2 separate regions of the Anser cygnoides genome follow, and region 2 is linked to region 1. A link is a contact called in public Hi-C data. All regions are on one chromosome and are shown on one strand. Each heading gives the region's core, a stretch centred on a gene start, on an enhancer-like site or on the middle of the called end of the contact. The rest is flanking DNA. Distances are from core to core; before and after follow the strand shown.

Region 1 (4,214 bases), core at 1,206-3,705:
AAGATAGGAATCTTCAAAGGGTGGGAGAGATTTTCATGAAAGTAATTGAAAAATAATGCAAAATAAACATCCCTTCTCTTTGGTCACTCATCAAGCAAATGTTTGTATAGAGCACTTTAAGTAACTTTCAGGATTCCTCTATAATCAGTAAGAGCAAATATATAAATTCAGCACAGCAAGGAGAAAGCCGGAGCTATCTTTGAACCCAGATAATTGCATAGTACGTATTTTTTGAATTACAATTTTATAAGTCACTTACTTAAAGAAATAGAAAAGATGGGAAGCAACTGAAAAATGGCCGTGTTAATTCATCTATGGCACCATTGTGATCCTGGAAATGGCCAAACCGTGGCACCGCGCAGGAGGCAGCGGGGGCTGCCCGTGGTGTCCCCAGCTGGGAGCCAGGCCCCGCTCCGCGGCAGCCCCCGGTCGCTTCCCCTCCGCCCCTGCTGCAGATGCTTGGACTTGGGCACCGTGCCTCGGTAAGGTGGCAGAAGGGCTTGGATTCATTCAGACTTTGAGAATTGTGTTTTTCTCATTTTGCCTTTTCACAGCTCTACGTAGTGTACTTCCTGTGCGTGTCATCATAAAGCACAGAGAGATAAAGTGTATGCTTAAAGCATTTTAAATAGCTTCCCATAGGTTTTTGCCTATATCTTTGTGGGTGATAGTGCTGGTGAAGCTTATTTGTAAGGTCTCGTGTTTTTTAGTACTTGCTCGATTTGCTGTACTATGGGAAGGACTTCCCCTTCGTGATCTTTTCTTGGATGACCTCTCCATGCTGTCAGTAAAACTTGGAAACTTTGGTCTTCTTGACAGCTAGTTCTGCAGTCTCATGTTCGTCCTTATTGTAAACATGCTAAAATTGCTGCTGTTGTTGCTTAGAATGGATTTTTCCTCAGTTGTTTTGAAGTTTGGTAGAAATAGAAGTTAATCTTTAAGAGAGCTGGGCTTGTAGCGATGGGGCGGTGGAGCTTGGTAGGTCACGCCGTGTCTGTCGTCCCATTTGCCCAGTAGATGATGTTCTGCTGACTCCAGCTGTTTTTTTGGAAAGCAGAAAAACAATTTGCTTTTCCTTCCCATAAAGTATAACCCTTTGTTTATCCTTGTGCTGCAGCGAGTTTCCAAAATGCATAGACTTGCAAAGAAAAAGAAAGGGAGGAAATAGCTCTTTTTTTAATGCTGTTTTTCGTATCGGAGAGGAGTTTAGTACTGAGCTGAATTGTTGACCTCGCTGGAGGATATTATTAGAACTGGCTGATGTGTGTGTGGAGCTGTATCTAATTGACCAATCCAGTTCAAACTACCTACAATAGGTTTGGTGAAAACAGTTCTGTTCTTAAGATAACTTCACTTTGTTCTTTGTGTATGATTGATTTGTGATTTGAAGAATAATGCTCTTTTGTAGCTCTTCAGTTACTTCAGTTCACAGAAATAATTGAAACAGTGCCCGTTTCCAAGAAAGACATTTCTTTTTTGCCACGAGTTGTTAAAATGCTTGCTTTTGTCATTACAGAGCATCTGTTGAGTGATACTCCTTTTGTTTTCTGCTGCGAGGATATTACGAGGTGCTTGCAGAATATAGGAAATGCGAGTGAGTGATTCTGAAGTCACTGTGGAGATCTGTGTGATGAGGGTTGTCATCTGACAGCTTTTAATGATTTATTTTGTACGTAAAAGGGGAGAAAACTAAATAAAATCTGGTGGACCTGAATGTCCTTACCGACCCAGATGAGGATTGCCGAAGCAGAAGTCAGCGTTAAAACCTTACTGGTCATGATCTATAATGTCATCGGAAGAACACGGTTGTATTTACTACTTGGGGTTGTATTTACAACCTTTTCTTGCTTTCTTTGTTCCTTAAGAGTCTTTGGCTACCCACATTTTATGCACTTCTGGAATGCAATAACAATTGTGGCATCATCTCTTCAGAATTCGTTTTCCTTCCTGAGATGAAGGCAGTGATAAGGCCTTAGAAAATACTCGCTTGGTTTTGCTTTCCTGGCCTGAGATGGATTTAATTCGATGAATTGCTGCTTTTCTCCTTCCAGTGCTTTATGACCTTTGAAATAGCTTGCTGTGATCTTCCGAATTTTGCAATACCCTCACTGCTCCGGTCTAAAAAAGGAGCTGGAGCTGTTGGCCTAGCAGGAGCGGTACAGCAGCTGTTCGTGCTCGTGCCAACCAAATGCCATCAAACGTGTCTTTGAGTTTCATCAAATCTTTGTAAAACTGTGTCTGTACACTGTAGTTAATCACCCACACACCTTTCTCATTGTTTTGCGAGCCTGGAAAATGATGCTGCTCAGCTTAAAGCCTGTTGTCCTCACTAAACGGACGTTTTGGGGACCTGTTAGAAAAGATCCCGATGTTTGTCAAATGAAGAAGGTGAATACAGTTGCTTTTTCTCGCTGTAATGAGCAGATCACTATCCAAGAGTCTGACAAAAAGAGACATTGGTGGAATACTAGCTGAGATATCTGTAAGTTTTTTTAATATGTTACTTTTCAGAATGGGATCTTACGCAATACGTTTTTGTTGTTCTTTTTCTGTGTTTTTCTAAAATGCCGCTTGCTGCATCACCGTGCTCCTTCTGCCTGTGGTACGGGATCGACTGACCTGGGCTCCTTTAGAGGAGAGATGAGTCTATAAGTTTTTTAATGTTTTGGGGTTTGTCCAACCAGTGAAAGAGAATCTGAATTACTGACCTGTCTGTATTAGTGCAGGAGCTGCTGAAAACAGAGAGTGGCCGTTTGTTTGATGTCCCCTCCTTCTCCCCCCCCGCTTTGTGATATTTCTTATTTATATAGGCTTTTGTGTACCAGAAAGGATTTAGGTCTAGTAAATGGCATTATGCACGTGGCTGAAGGCCTTTGTTTACTAGCTTAAGTTTGAACACTCAAGCTCAAATCCTGTTATCAGGGCCCTAATCAGTAAACAGTTTTCTGGTTTCATCTGTGTGACTTCGGTATCTGAACTTTCAGACTCCTACCTGGACAAAGGATCCCACTGAAACCGGCCTGCTGGAACCACGCGGCGCAGGCGTGCACGGAGTCAGGGCTAGCATGTTAAAGTTCAGACACGCTGGTAGGACTCGAGTGCTAAATGCAGGCAACAGCTACACGGTGGTGTAGGAAGAGCAGCCGTCCACCCCAGGGGGCTTAATCTGAAATGACAAAAAACAAAAGAGGGGAAACAAGACAGGGAAATAGGACGGTAATAGCAATTAGGGTGAGGGTCACCATGCTACTTTTAGTTGTAGATTACTTAAGCTTTTAATTTGTTTCACCATTGTCTAGTTGATTTCAGTAGTTTTAAATTTTCTGTTTTTAATTTTAGTAGTTAAGTGTGATATTCTCAGTTGTTGCACATTTTATTTTCACCTTATACACGTGTATTTATCTATTTTTAATAACGTAATAAAAAGCAGATGAACAATGGAAATTTTGCTACTGATTTTAAAGGAATGACAAATTCACTGTAAAGTTAAGTATATGCAAAAGTCTTCTGAGAAACTAAAGGCTTGTATGTAGAATAATTAAAAACAAAACCAAAAGCACAATGCACATTTTCACACCACAAAAATCTGGAAGAGCTTGGAAGTGGAAGCATTGACCAATTGAAACGTGTCAATAAAGTAAAATTAATTAAAACGTGAAGATACAGAACCAATTGAGTCAATCCTTTAAAATCTCCCTCACCCTGCTGTATCAAAATGACATGAAGAAATGCAAACATAAGGAGAAACCATTATTTACACATAATTAACTGTTCAAAATAGCTCGTCTAACCACAGTCTTATCTTTAGGAACAAAAATCTAAGCATTTACTGAGTGATATTAGCAACTGAAAGGTTTTTGTTTAGACTTTTTGTTTTCTTGGCAATAAGTAAAATTCCTTGCAAGAAGTCAGTAAGATATTTCTTAATGCTGCCTTTTAAAACTTTTCAGGCTGCTATCCATGTCCAGGGCCAAACATGAATCCTATAGCGCTCGGAAGCCGTTGGCTTGCTTATGCAGAAAATAAGGTAAGGAAAGATTTGATTTCAAAAAATACTTTTTTTTTTTTCTTTGTACTCTATAAACAAGAGCTAGAATGAAATCTAGAAACAATCTCAGAAACAAGCTGTGTAAAAAAGATCTGTAAGAGGACTTGCGTAACGATGACAGATCTAATCTTTGACCCACACTAGCTGCGCTTTGGTATTCATGTGT
Region 2 (4,214 bases), core at 553-3,052, 64 kb before region 1:
AACAATTCTTGGCATTTTATACTTAATGTGTTTGTTAAAGTGTAGCAATATATAACCTGCATTTTTTTTTTTAATGGGGAAGTAAAATGCCAATACTTCATTCCAAGGGCTAGGGTGGTATTTTTAGAATCTAATTCTTTACTGCTGGCACAATAAAACATGGGCTGGAATTAGGCCTGCTATCTATATATGTTACCATGGTTACAGAAATCCTAGAGGAATTGCACACTTTCTGAAAATGTATAATTCTCTTTCATCCAGCCAGTGAATGCAGCCCAATCTTACAAGATGAAAGTAATGAGCTCTGTCCAAATTGGATTCAAGAATTTATTTGTGTATATGGTTGTAACCTATGGTTAACAAAGTTTTATTATAACCAGTGTTGAAAATTGTATGCTACATGGGAGGGGGGAGGGGGGAGAACATAAAAGCTAGCTGTAGCTATATACACACTTATCTAGCAACTAGCAACACTCCTTGCAACAAACTATGATGGTAATTGTCTATTTTCAATTTTACCTTGTGACATTCAACTAAAAAAAAGTCACAAAAAATGCAAGTGTAACAGTTCCATATCTGTATTATAGAATTAGAATATCCGAGTTGGAAGGGGAGGAAGGGGACCCACAAGGATCATCACATCCAACTCCTGAGTCCCCAAAGGACCACCCAAAACCTCAGACCTGAGTCTGAGTGTGTTGTCCAAATGCTTCTTGAACTCTGGCAGGCTCAGGGCTGTGACTGCTTCCCTGGGGAGCCTGTTCCAGTGCTTGACTAATGCTGCTGCTTATGATGTAAAAAAAAAAAAAAAAAAAAAGAGAAAAGACTGATTACATAGATGCAAAATTTATTTTTTCATTAAACTTGGTTGCATTCAACTGTGGTGCCTCCTTCTGTTTACTCTTGACAGTTCTGGTCTTGGGCTTCTCCAGCTGGAGAGACAGACACCTGCTTTTTTTTTCACTTTTAACAAACTAGACAAAAAACAGGCTTCTCTTTTCCTTTTTATTTTTTCTTCCTGGGAGAGCCGTTGAGTGATAGTAAGGGTTAAACACACAAAGCTCCTCAGCAGTAGAGAAACTCCCTTGCTGATGTGGATTGGCTGCAGTTTATTTTCCCCACCTATGCTATCATTTGACTGCCCTGAAATTAATTAGCGGAGCTGAGACGGGCGGTGTGGCAATGTGTAGCTGAGGTGTTAACGCAGTCCCTGTTCCATAAATCAGGTCTGAGTCACACAAGCTGTTTGTGAAACAGAGCTCCAGCATGTGCAAGGAAACAGTTCCCCGTCATCAAAAAACAGCTGAGCGCCTGTGGTGGTTCAAGAAAAGCCTGACACTTTTTCACCCTATGATGGGACAACTTGTTTAAAGGCTGGATGTGGCACTTAGGGACATGGTTTAGTGGGTGACATTGGTGGTCAGGTGATGGTTGGACCAGGTACGTTTAAGTATTTTCCAACCTTAATGATTTGATGATACTAACTTGCTGAGATGAGAAGCCACGATTTAAAACTTCCCTCATGCTGAGAGGAGCAGGGAAGGAATCCTAGAATAGGCCCTGGGGGAGCACAGAGTCCGACTGCTGGCCGTGCACAGCACCTCCCAAATACTCAGACGGGGTGTCTGAGCATTGTCCAAACACTTTTTGGGCTGTGTCACGCTCGGAGCCGTGCCCCCTTCCCTGGGGAGCCTGCTCCGGTGCCCTGACATTAGCTATTTCGCACAGAAACACGGCAGGTTACACGGAAATTATCGGGAAACAAACAATTTATTAGGCGATCATTGCGCCTCAGGGGCAGACATGGCGCCTCAAAATGGCGCCCTCCACCACGCGCCCCCTCAGCGCCGCCCGCAGCCCCCCCGCGGCCGCCGCCTTCCCGCCCATTCCCGCCGGCCCCGCCCCCGCCCACGTGCGCGGGACTGGCGCGGCGGCTCTCGCGAGATCTCGATGTAAACAAAGCTGCGGGGGGGGGGGCGGAGGGGGCAGCGCGGGCCGTGTTTTGCTGCCTCAACCAAGCTTGGGGGCGGGCCGGGGCGGGGCAGGGCGCAGCCGCTCTCCAGCTCTCTCCGCGCCCCGCCCCGTTCTGGAAACCGAGACGGGGATTGGATGGCGGCAGGGAGCGGCCCGCCCTCGGCGGCGCGTGATTGGCTGGGCGCCTGAGGTGCGCTGGGTGTCATTCCCCGTGGGGGTCCCAAATAGTGTCAGTGAGGCGGCGGCAGGTGAGGGGCGCGGGGCCGGGCGGGACGGGGCCGCTCTGAGGGGGCGGGTGGCAGCCGAGGGGCGGCGGCTGAGGCCGGGCGGGCGGCGGCCGGGGCCCCGGGGAGCGGCTGTGGGGAGGCCGCGGGGGGCGCCCGGCGGGGTCCCGGCGCTCCCCGGCCGGCCGCGGCCTGACGGACAGCGCGGCCGGGCGGCAGCGCGGGGGCCGCCGCCGGGCTCCGGGCGGTCTGTCCTGTTTTATTTTTACGTTTTCATTTATTTTTTTGCCTAGGAGTTGCTGCTCGCGGCTCCGGGGCCCGCGGGAGGGTTTCTGCGGGGCGACCCCGCCTCGGCCGCTCGGTGCGGGGCCGGCGCCGCGAGCAGGCGGGGTCTGAGGGGGGCTCGGCGCGTCCCGGCCCGGTGTTCCTGTCAGGGGCGGACGGGCGTCGCGCTGCGCTCAGGCTGCGGAACGCCCCAACTTCCAGGGGCTAAGACCGCAGGGATGGAGCCCTGCTGACAGCCGGTGCCGTGTGGGGGGTTGGCCTTTGGCGTCCCTTCAGTCCTTGGTTTGGGGTGGGGGTGAGGGGGGCACAGCGGCTGGGCGGGTTCTTGGCACCTCTGGTGCCTCTCAGGTGTCTCCTTGTCTGCAGCGAAGCTGTTGCGAATTCACATGCGAAGCGCTACAAGTGTGGAGGCAAACTTGAGGGGGTACGAAAACTGACATAAAGTAAAATGTGTTTCATCACACTTTTTATGTTACCTGCACTGTAACCCACTACAGATCTTATAAGCGCATTACACAGCAGTTATGACTGTATGTGTTTATACACATGATTTTCTGAGATCATGCCTTATTAAATTGCGGTCTTACATAATGCTGATAACACCTGTATTTCTGTACCATTATCTTTAATGTACAGTCCAAAGAAAACTTTCTATTTTATTACGCTGCTTTGTGTTGATTTTTTTGCCTTTTTTTTGCTCACACACATGACAGGAGGCGTGTTGTTTGAAGTACTGAAAAAATAATTTTTTAGAGTGCTGTAAAGGGGTGTTATACGGGTTTGTGTAAGCCATTTCCTTCTTCAGGAGTTTTTCATCATTCTGAAAAATGTGGCAAGAACTAGTATAGTAATCAATTGTTATACAAAGGATTATTATTAAAAAGAAATGCGCTTCTTACAGGTATCTGCAAAGGAACAATGGCGACAGAATCTCCACGCCGCCCTAGTCGATGTACTGGAGGAGCAGTGGTTCGTCCACAAGCTGTCACGTAAGCACCTTCTGGAAGAAAAGCCCATATTTGAAATACTTTTTATGTCTCGTATGTGAAGAACCCAGCCCAAACTCTCTGGCAAAGCCAGCTCTGAGAGCTTCTGCTGACAATACAGTTTTGTTGCATTGAGTATTTTCTAATAAACGAAAGTCAGCAGTTGTTGCTTTCCTGTCTCCTGGGCCTATGCAGGTCAAGCTGTCTCCCTCAATGGGCTGCTTTTTATGTAATACACCAAAACCTTCCATCAGCCTTCAGAGTTGTACAGTTTAAAGACAAATACTTTATCTTAAAATGTCTTGTTGTTTACTTACACAGTTTTGTTGAACAAACACCACACTGGCCATAGATTAATGACTGCAAACCTCTTCCTTAGGCTAGAGGGAACACGTGTACCAAGTTCCTTTCTTGCTGTTCTTGTAATAATACCTTGTAACAGGGATGGATGTATTAAAACATATAACCTACCACTGTAACACAATAAATTGTGTTAGAGGTTTGTCTTGCAGCCACGTGAAAGAAGAATTTGTTGTATTGTGGAATCTCTCAACAAATTCATTTGTTTGCAGTGACCTTTTTCTTCTCAGTAAGCTTGCTCACTAGAAAAATAATAAAAACACTGTAATAATAGGATTACCATACTTTTTTTTTTTTTGGTTAAATATAGCAGCTTGTTCATGAGCTGTATCTTTTTATTTCAAAGCTTTAAAGTGTTTTATATGAGAATTTATATATGCTGAGC

The links. Hi-C and Micro-C count contacts between places; a contact is called where the count stands out from the background.
Region 2: a Hi-C map of liver shows a contact between it and region 1, with 9 times the contacts expected there. The contact joins the promoter of BCAS3 here to the enhancer-like site in region 1. A contact is called at or near these places in 2 of 7 Hi-C or Micro-C datasets (both in liver).

Annotation. Positions count from the first base shown.
Region 1 is chr18:10,549,907-10,554,120 of Taihu_goose_T2T_genome, reverse strand. It overlaps BCAS3 (BCAS3 microtubule associated cell migration factor), which reads left to right. Exons shown (of 26, transcript XR_010825687.1): 10 at 3,951-4,027. Among named protein-coding and RNA genes, the nearest start is that of BCAS3, 64 kb to the left of the region's middle. Within about 2 kb of position 2,455, at least 2 of the 3 cell types and tissues checked have open chromatin away from gene starts, as enhancers often do. A contact at or near this core is called in liver, where this site is marked.
Region 2 is chr18:10,613,227-10,617,440 of Taihu_goose_T2T_genome, reverse strand. It overlaps BCAS3 (BCAS3 microtubule associated cell migration factor), which reads left to right and starts at 1,802. Exons shown (of 26, transcript XR_010825687.1): 1 at 1,802-2,222; 2 at 3,385-3,472.